Regions from separate parts of the Mus musculus genome. Here all the other regions are linked to region 3. A link is a contact called in public HiChIP or PLAC-seq data. All regions are on one chromosome and are shown on one strand. Each heading gives the region's core, a stretch centred on a gene start, on an enhancer-like site or on the middle of the called end of the contact. The rest is flanking DNA. Distances are from core to core; before and after follow the strand shown. Region 1 overlaps Tjap1 (tight junction associated protein 1). Region 2 holds the start of Tjap1 (tight junction associated protein 1). Region 3 holds the start of Slc29a1 (solute carrier family 29 (nucleoside transporters), member 1).

Region 1 (3,357 bases), core at 377-2,876, 670 kb after region 3:
CACATTAGGCCGGCAGAGTGGACCTCTGGAAGCTCCAGGACTGGTCTACAGTGCACCTCAGGCCAATCCTACACACTGGAACTCTGCCTCAACAAACAAACAGAGAGACACTGCCAGTGACACACAGTTGCAATCTAAAGCACTGGGAAGGCAGATGCCAGCCTGGGCTACATAGCGAGACTGTCTAAAACAAAAACAGTGCTCAGCACTAGGCAATGTTAAGTTCAGGTTTTCCTTCCATAAATTGTGAACAAATCTTCTAAGTCTGGGGATAGCGACCCAGCCCAGGCTCCTGGATAAGGGTCTCCAAGCTTGAGAGTGCTCTCTGGACACTGCCAACAAAGGCCAAGCCCCTTTGGCCACACCTCCTTTCTGTGCTGGCTCCCACTGGAAGAGAGCACCTATATGGCTGCTCACCTACCAGCCTCCCAGAAGAGAACAAAGTATAGAATGCAGGCCTCATCGGGACATACCGTCTGTTCGCTGGCAGCTCTCTGTTCTGCTCTCCTGGAATCAGCCTTCGGCTCTCCACATCCCACGGCCCCTCTACTTCCTCTAGCCAAGAGCTCCTGAAACCAGAGAAGGGGAGAAAGTGGAAACCCGGTGTCAGCTGCCTGCCTGTCCAGTCTGGGACCTGAAGGCTCCCAGAAAACAGTAAGCAAAGAGACCACAGCACAGTGGGTCTTAGGAGCAAGCGACAGAGGTAGGAAGATCAATAGTCTGAGAGTAGCCTGCTTTATGAAGTGAAATCAACTCAAAAAGGAAACCAGCTAGCATTAACGAGTACCTGGCTTCCCCTAACAACGCCTGCGTGTTTATGTATGTACTTCGTACGCTGCCTCCGCTCAGCACATACCCTGCTCTGGAATAGGCCGGTACTGGTCTGTGTCCCATTCACTCCTAGGCTTCTCAGAGTCTACAGAGAGCTGGGAATCCTGGGGAATGCAGACTACAAATGAGACTACAAAGGGCCTGGCAAAGGAGCAAGATGACGATGGTACGGCAGACCCCCTAGCAATGACTAAATGAGCCCAGAGACCATTTCTGTGTACCACAGTGTACAATAAACTTGCCAATGAGCGAAGGCAGACCCGAGAAACAAAATCCAAACCTCAGCAGTTCAGAGCAGTGATTCTCAACCAGGGTGAGTTTACCCCCTGCTTCTCCCAGGGTTAACAGGCAAATGTCTAGAGACATTTTTAATTTTCACAATCTGCAGATGGGGAGGTACTACCGGTGAGTCAAAGTCAGAATATCGACTAAACCTACCACACACAGGGCAGCCAGCATACCGGAGGTGGCAAGGCAAAGGTCACCAGCCCTGAGGCCGAGAACCGCTAGTCTATAAACCGTAACTGTGGGGGGCTGGCAAGAAGGCTCAGTAGGTAACGATGCTTGCTGCAAAGCCTGATGACCTCCACAAGCACACTGTGCTTAAGTAAGTACCGACACACGCTCAAAAGAGAAAACATTTAACCCCGAGCCCGGGGAGCTGAGGCCCAAGGCTGCTCCAGCATCTCCAAGCGCTTGGATAACGTGCTCCCCACTGCCAAAGCCTGCTCTACACACACCACTGCCAATGGCTGGGCCAAGTGAGCTGCCAAGTCCCCTCAGCTTCCCGGGATTGAGGCGTACCTGTAATAAGCTGGGCTGCCGCATGGGGGCAGCAGCCGCCAGTGATCAGTGCAAACAGTAACCCTAGGTGGCTTTCTGAGCATTTAAAAAAAAAAAATACAAACCTCTTCCTACCCCCATCAACCCAAACAGAGCTACAGAGCTGGGGGCTGAAGGCGGTCTTGCGGGCTAAAGCATGTGTTCCTACTGTTGGGACATGCCCTGGCCATGACTCCTGTCACATTCCAGCAGGCCTGGGGCAGCAGGGTGGGGGCAGAGGAGGGCGGGGAAGCAGGAGTAGGACTCTCCTCTCTAAGGTTCCTGGCCTGGATTTGGGGGAGAGCTTGTAATAGTGAAGCACGAGCCACCAGCCTCCGCCCCGTTGACAGGAGGCAGAACGTGTCCCCACAGGGCACAAGCAGCATGCTGTCAGGCTGACTCCCTGCACAGGAATCTGGGAGGGCCAGAAAGGACACCACATTCCTGGGGTGAGAGAACAAACAACATACAACCACAGGGGCTGTCCTCCAGAGGGCCTCGCCCCAGTAGGTGCTCAACCTGGAGTAGGGATCTAACCACAGAGACTCCTGTGGCCTGAGGGAGGGGACCTAGAAAAGTCCCAGAGCACTGTAGGTTAACCAGGGCCTAACATTTGAAGGTGTGGATGTGTGGGTGTGTATGCCTGGGAAACCAGGTAGGACCAAGGCCGTTGACTAAAGAGGAGCCAGGCAAAGCTTCTAGAAACTGATGGGAGCTTCCAGGAGCTGGCCTTCTCCCCACAGGGCCAGCTCTCGATGGCACTTTTTGTTTGTCTGTTCCAGAAGGCAGAGGAACCCTTCACTTGGCAGGCTCCCTGGTGTGATTTGCCACCTTAGCCTGTTTTACTTACCTACCCAACTCCTGCCAAGGCTCGCATTCTCTTCTAGGGACCAGGGCACTTGTGACAACAGTGGACAGGCAGGGCGGACTGAGACACTTTCAGGGTAATTCTATATGTGGGCAGACATGCCTCACTGAGGTGCCATATCCTATAGCTTGCCCTGCCGTGACGGTAAGTCAGGGCTGCAACTATGAGCACATTTTTTCTTCTCTGAGGCTAGAGGCAATCAAACAGATGTCTGGGTTGGGGGATGGTGTGGGTGTGGCGAGGACACAAAGAGCAGATGAGACTCTAAGGATGGAGGTGGGGTGAAAGGTTACTTCTAGCAGTGTCACGAGGGGAGAAACATTCCTGACTAGAGAAGCAGGGGTGATCCACTGAGAACACTGAGAACCTACTGGGTTCCCCAACCCCACACCTCGAGGCAGATCTGTGCCACTCCCTGTCCCAGGTCCATAAATATCAGGGCATGTTGGGACACCTGAACCTCTGCTTCCATTTCCACAATCTACTGACTTCCCTGGATCTTGCCCGTGAGGGACCGCACTGGACAGACTATGGGCCTAGCATCACTACCCTGGACTATAGGACAGGCCTGGGAAGAACAAGGTCCATTTGGACCTGGTGGTCCCCAGCTGGGAGAGGATAACACGGTGAGTTAGAAGCCATCAGAGCACTTACACCAGGAGCCTCAGCTACCAGTTGCTGCGTCGACTGAGCATAACTCTACCTAAACGTTTTCCAGAGTTCAGCCCTGAGCTGAGAAGGGTCCTTGGGTCATCACTAGCAAGCCACGGCCAAGGCCAGCCTCGTGGCCTCTATTCGCCAAGGAGATTCTCTGAGGAAGATCTGGCAACAAACAG
Region 2 (3,395 bases), core at 730-3,229, 690 kb after region 3:
ATGGGCACTAGGCACACATCTGGTATACAAATATATCTGCAGCCAAAACACTCACAAACATAAAATAAAAATACTTTAATTACAATATTTAAAATAAACTAAGCTAGGCATTGTGTGTTCATGAGTTTAAGGTCAGCCTGAAGAGTTCTAGGCCAGCCAGAACTACACAGTAAGACCCTGACTCAAAAACAGTAACAAACAAACAAAACAAATCAAAACAAAAAAACCCCACTAACAACAACAAAAACCTCAAATGTCAGAGGCAGGCTCACAACTCTATCTGCCCCGGGGCAGCAACATAGTGAAGACTGTATTAATACTCTCAGCCTTCAGGCCCCTTTCTCTCCAGCAGTAAGTTCACTACATGGAAGACCAGGCTCCCTCTGAGTACAGAGATTGCCTTTTCTTTTTTAAATGAGATCTGCTAAAGCACATAGAAAAGATGAAGAGAATGCTAACCAGAAAAGGGCACGTTCTGTAATTTTTCCTGCCTCTAGCTCACCAATACAGCTGCAAAGTGACATGTTTATGGGGGATTGTCAGGGATAAAGAGTGTTCACAACTTTCCCCAGGTCACACTGACCCCTGCCCATGGAAGCTCATCTGAGTCCTAGCCCGACTTTCCCTCACCTGGGACACAGCTCCCCCAGGCCACAACCAAGGAACACCAATAACATCTTCTTACCAAAAAGGAAAAAAAAATGCCAAAGCAGACATGCACCAGGAGTGAATTCGGGAGCTGCTCATAGAAATGACCTAAACGTCGGTGAACCCCATCAGAAAGTTGATTGTGACTCCCCATCGTCTGCCACCCACCGCAGGTCTACTACTTCCAGGCAGAATGGCACATTTGACAACTTGAGGGGGAAAATGGAAGAAGACATGGTAACACAAACAGGGAGCTGCTTTGTGACAAGAATCCGCCAGAATACTTTCAGCTCACTCTGCATAGAGAGTTCCAGGCCAGGAAGAGCTACCCTGTGAGACCCTATCTCAAAAAACAATAAACAAAACAATTAAGAAAGGAAGACTATTTTTAGTGGACCGTCTACTTGCCCAGAGTTGTTTATACAGCTGAAGGCAAGCAACACTCAACTCTACACCAGCTCCCACAAGGTAGCCAGCAGTCTTACCAAACACCAACTAAAGATCACAGTCAAAACAAAAAACAAAAAAACAAAAAACAAAAACCTCTGTAGAAGAGCAAGCAAACTTCTCGGATTAACTGATTCACCAAATCCATGGATCCTCTCCCAGGGAGATTATCGCTCAAAACCCTGCCTCTGCAAACCATCTTACCCGCTCTGGGGTTGGGCTGGGGCAAGTTGCTACCTCTTCTTTCCAAGCAGGCAATGTGATTTCTTCCAGTCCCTGGGGCCCTTGGGTCTTCAAGCTGAAATGGGGGCAGACGTTGCTATAGGGGCTATGGGTAAGGCTAATCTAAGCCTGGAAGAGGGTCACACGACTGGCTTCGGTCCCCTCCTTGGGAGACCCGCCCTGCACGCTCCACATCTCACTCCTACCCCTTCCCGACTACGAGAGCCATCTCCCCTCCCACCGGCCTGGGGGAGTCAGGCCTCTGCCTCGCGCTCCAGGCTTCCTTACTCTGAGAGAAGTAACTTTTTCAATCCGTGAGCGATTGCTCCTCCAGAAGCCGAACCACACCTATTTCTGGCTACCCCCCACCCCCGCCCCATCTCCTCCCCTAGGGCTGCCACCAAATTCCAGGCTCCCTCCCCTCCGCCCCCATCGGCATTTTTTTTTCTTTCCGCCTCCAACCCTCCTCCATCCTGGCATCCTAGTTCTCCACCTCGGAGCTGTTCCCTCCCTCCATCTCTACTCCATGCTAGAGTTCCGCAAACCCCCTCAACTCTCGCCACCCAGCGCGACTACTCAAAAATCCCACAACAAACTTTCTGCCGGGGCCTCTCCTTCAGGCAGCCATCTTGCCGCGGGGCAGGCCGGGTAGGGGCCTGGACCGCGGGAATCCCCACGCACCGGGCGCCGTGCGTCATCGGAGGGGCGGGCCTGGGGGCGGGGCCTCGGGGTAAAGCGTTAGGACTCCTGGTGATGCTGGGAAAGTGGGAATCTCCTCCTTTGCAGACCTGGTAAGGGAAGAAGGAAGTCGGTGTTGGAAGTAGGACTCAACAGTGAGAAAGGGGAAAAGGCTGGTACTGTGGGAAAAAATAGAGAACAACGCTTAAAAAATACAAGATGCTTCGTATACAAAGAAAAATACCAACACACCCCTCCACGTACCCCGACTCTCATTGCCACTCCCACCCATCAGGCCTCATTGGCTGGCCTTGGAATGTGAACTCACTTTGTACCTTGAACTCACAGAGAGCCTCTGGCTTCTGACTTCAGGGTGCCACACAAGGCAAAGGAAAATGCCAGCTTTTCATCTCAACGGAAGATAACGCACGACCCAGTCTCTACCACCCTTTTCAACCGTGCTTCCCACCTCTCCCAAAAGTCTTCAGGTTCTTAAATTGTCTTGTGTTATCAGAAAATCAAGCCTTGAGATCTGCAATCCAGTTCCTCCACTCAGGAGGTCAATTTTATACTGTTTTTGGAGGGAGGGGAGAGTCAGCCCAGGCTGACTTCAAATTCATTATGTAGCCCAGGCAAGCATCGAGACGCACCTGGTATTACGGGTATTAGACGGTAGGCCCAGTTTTCAGTTGCCATTCTTAAACTGTCAACGCTTCCAAAAAGCCTTCTCTTTGAAGCTCCTTTTACTAGACGGCTCTAACTAGTTACACCGAACTTTATAACAGATATCCTGTACCATAATTATTTATGAGTTTACTTTATGTGTATGTGCCCACGTCTCTGTATGTGCATGCAGGAGCCTGTAGAGGTCAGAAAAGGGTATGGCATCACCGGGAAATGGAGTTATAGGCAGTTGTGAACCACCATGTAGGTGCTGGGAGCTGACCTTGGGTCCTCTGCAAGGGCAGCAGATGCTCTTCACGGCTGAGCACCTCTCCGGTTCCAGAGTTGTTGTTTTACTTGCTGCGTCCCTTTGCCCTAACGTCTCTTCAAGTCAAAGAGCACGTGTGGATGTCCCATAGCAGGTGCACAGCCCACAACAGTGGTTAGGCAGCAGGTTTTCCTGGGGCCTGCTAAGCATGTTGAGGCTTCCGGCTTTCTGTTTCCTGTGGCTGGAATGTTCTCCTTCTAGGGAGTCACCAACAGGTGTGTCCTTGTTCAAATGATCACGTCTGTGGTCATTCAGGATCCCAGTCACACACACACACACACACACACACACACACACCCAACTGCTTCATTTAACGTTTACTCACATGGAGACCATTATTATCTGACATCATATTAAATCTTTCTTTGTTTACTGACCATCTGTCCTACTATCATGAAAACTCCTAATT
Region 3 (3,065 bases), core at 489-2,988:
GGACAGCAAAGCCACACACCTCCAGAAGGAGGCAGAAGGCTCCTGCTGTTGGTTAAGGACTATTTGCTGAGGGTCTCTGTGGGTCCGCCAGGCATCCTCCTAGGCACTGGGGACAGAGCAGCAGCAAACAGTAGCACTGCTATTTATCTAGGACAAGAGGGTTCTGCTGCGGCTGCGGGGAGCCTGAGGACTCAGGTTTCTATTAGATAGTAGGGAAGGGACCCCATCAAAACATAGCTAATTCTCCACCGAGCACCCCACACCTCTCCCATGCACCAGCAAAAGTGAATACAGCCACAAGCCAGAGGGAGGCTAACTCTTCCATCATAAAACTGGCTTAGGCTTGGACAAGTATACACATACATATACACACACACACACACACACACACACACACACACACACACACACATCACTTCTCCCCTTGCAGAAATTCCCACCTCTCGGGTTCCACCCACATCCAAACATTCCATTTGCTGCTTAGGGGCTTTCTTTACTTTTGTCCCAGTAGAGATCTGATAGCAGTTCAGGGCCTCTGGTATCATTTCAGCCATGCCTTGACCTGCCGAGATGGAGAGGCCCTGAAAGCTATCGCCCATCTGAGGCCTTCCTGCGTCCTAAGGGTCCTCTCACATAGCTCAGTTTCTCAGCCTAGTTTCTGCTACATCGGAATCTTCTCTTGAAATCTGAGGATGCCCCTCTTCCAGCTGCCCCGTTTCTACTAAACAGTTAGGGCGATTGAGGTTTAAAGAGGCTCCATCACTTGAGAAAGCCCGCAGAGCTGGTGAATGGGGGTGACAGCATCAATACTCAATGTACCGATCATTCTAGATTCCTTCTCAAGTGGGGAAGGCAAAATTAACAAGGCTCCTCAGCTATTCGTGTAGGCTTCCAGGAAGGCAACAGTGCTCCAATTAAAGGGTTAAAACAAGTGGGAGATTCAGGCCATTCTTTCACATAACATTAGTTTCAGAGTCATGACAACTCACAACCATTCCACCACGCATATATTATTGTATGCAAAGGTCACACAAGCAGGACAAGAGGAACAGGACGGAAGGAGGGTTAATGGAGAAGAGGGGGTTGGCTCAGGCTTGGCAAGAGGACCCGAATGGGGTATAAGGTGCAGGGGTGGAGAGAGCCTTCATCCAAAGGAAGCCTGGGTGTGCGCGTCAGTCCTTTATCTTGTCACACGTTCACTCTCCGCGTAGAGTAAATGAGGACTCGCCCAGGAAAGGGAGGCCAGGAACAGGAGTTTAGTCTGTAAATGGCCAGCTAGCTCCCTTCACGTCCATTTGTATTCCCGCATTCCCCATCCTCCTGCCTCGGGGCAGAAGGCAACACAACCCCTCCCTCTAGTTCACACAGGACTGTAGCATTGAACTACCCACACGCCGATCCTCTGCGGAAGTCAACACAGCGACAGTCGCTTCCAGGCCCAGAAGCCAGGCTGTCTTGGGCCCAGCTCCGCCCTGGTCCCCACAAAAGGAGAGTCCCCCTACCCAGAGCCAGGCCCATGCGCGCCACGTGCTGGCGCTGCTCTGCACGCGCCGCGTGGGGGCCGCACCCCAAAGTCCCTGTCGCGGCCTCGGAGCTGGCAGACCGGGCCTCCTTTTCCCTCCTGGCAAGCCGGACACTCCACTCTCTACCCCGGAGTCCCCAACATGTCCCACCCAAGCCCTACGAGCACCTGCTGGAGAAGGACACCTCCGGCGACGAAATCTGCGCGCTTGGCCAGCGCTTCCCGCGCCCGCCCGAGCGCTTTCAAACCCGCCCTCTGCTGGGTCCGCCCCGGGCCCGTGGGAGCCACCTCCTCCCGGCGACAGCCCCGCCCCCAGGCTCCTCGCCGCCCCCTCAACAGTTCACCGGCTCCCAGTCAGAGACCCTACGCCTAGGGCCGCCAGGGCTGCTGGCTTCGATGGCGGAGCACGTCTTTGGACCCTTCCCAACTGTCACCCGGACACGCGAGCCTGGGAGGGGGGCACGGGCCCCCCACTGCGTACCCCTAATTTCCGCGCTGGCCCTGCGCTCCTAACTCCTACACATTCCACGGCGGGACTCTTGCACAGACAGGCCCTCTGCTCACCCAGGTCCAGACGCCCCCACAAGCCACGCTCCACCTCAGGTGTTCCGTTATCCCTCTCCGAACCCCGCCCACGCCATTATTCACACTCCACCGTTTTACTGCTAGCAACCCCCTCACACACACACACACACACACACCCTTCTAATACATCCTTTTTCCTTTCCACTCCTCCTTTTCCCTTCAAGAAGACTTTCTGGGATACCTCAGATTTGAGCGTTCTGGAACCCAGACGCTGGAGGTGTTTTGTTTTCTCTCTCCTGCCCTCAGACTCGCCGCACACCACACAAACAGCATCTCTCCCCCCCCCATCCCCATGTTGCCTTGAAGGCTCCTTTATGAAGGCATAAGAGGACAGCCCTGAGGCCTCTAAGAAAACTGAAACACAGCTGGAGACCGGAGAAAGGGGAGCCAGGAAGAAAGGCCTCACATCCTGCACATCTTTGTCCTAGCCAGCATTTCACTGTCCCATGTCCCATCCCAAGATAACCCTCGGGGCTAGAAGCCTTGCTGAGCCTCTTACCATTCATACCCCTCCCCTTCCTTCCTTCCCCCCCCCCCCCCCGCTGGGGTACAAAGGAGGAGGGACCCCCTACAGTAGCACTCCCTACTGATGTATCCCAGAAGTTGGGGAGGGTCCTGAGGCAAGAACATCCCATCCAGATTGCCTGTCTCACCCCACCTCCCTAAGGAACCTGTGCTCCAGAGAAACCATTGGAGCTAATTAACAATTACCAGTGCTAACATCGTAGGGAAAAGACGCACTCAGTCTCCCCAGAGGACGACTGAGCCCTTAGGAGGTAGCTGACTCTGTAGGACAGTGGGTTCTCTCAAGCTGCTCTGGTGGGGGCGTATACAGCCTTCCTGCTCCCACAGAGATGACACATCTCCCCACTAGCACTAAGCAAACAGAGGGCAGGAAGTCAGGCTTGGGTGGTATTTTTCTGGGCACTATCCCATGGCTTAAGAGTAGCCTCATGTC

What was found. HiChIP or PLAC-seq counts read pairs in DNA pulled down with a chosen protein or histone mark.
Region 1: a FOXA1 HiChIP or PLAC-seq map of pancreatic cancer cells shows a contact between it and region 3. The contact joins the enhancer-like site here to the promoter of Slc29a1 in region 3. A contact is called at or near these places in 7 of 39 promoter capture datasets (the HPC-7 cell line, hematopoietic stem and progenitor cells, hippocampal neurons and 3 more), 1 of 15 datasets of contacts at CTCF or cohesin (large pre-B cells), 4 of 115 datasets of contacts at active chromatin or transcription factors (astrocytes, bone marrow-derived macrophages, memory CD8 T cells and 1 more) and 1 of 9 other capture datasets (adipose tissue).
Region 2: a FOXA1 HiChIP or PLAC-seq map of pancreatic cancer cells shows a contact between it and region 3. The contact joins the promoter of Tjap1 here to the promoter of Slc29a1 in region 3. A contact is called at or near these places in 7 of 39 promoter capture datasets (the HPC-7 cell line, embryonic stem cells, hematopoietic stem and progenitor cells and 4 more), 3 of 115 datasets of contacts at active chromatin or transcription factors (astrocytes, large pre-B cells and pancreatic cancer cells) and 1 of 9 other capture datasets (adipose tissue).

What each region holds. Positions count from the first base shown.
Region 1 is chr17:46,264,410-46,267,766 of GRCm38.p6, forward strand. It overlaps Tjap1 (tight junction associated protein 1), which reads right to left. Exons shown (of 10, transcript NM_001252474.1): 3 at 474-569. Among named protein-coding and RNA genes, the nearest start is that of Lrrc73, 12 kb to the left of the region's middle. Within about 2 kb of position 1,627, at least 119 of the 459 cell types and tissues checked have an H3K27ac peak or open chromatin away from gene starts, as enhancers often do. A contact at or near this core is called in astrocytes, bone marrow-derived macrophages, liver and 1 more, where this site is marked.
Region 2 is chr17:46,281,047-46,284,441 of GRCm38.p6, forward strand. Tjap1 (tight junction associated protein 1) reads right to left here and starts at 1,980. Exons shown (of 10, transcript NM_001252474.1): 1 at 1,914-1,980; 2 at 1,300-1,393.
Region 3 is chr17:45,593,792-45,596,856 of GRCm38.p6, forward strand. Slc29a1 (solute carrier family 29 (nucleoside transporters), member 1) reads right to left here and starts at 1,739. Exons shown (of 14, transcript NM_001357771.2): 1 at 1,691-1,739.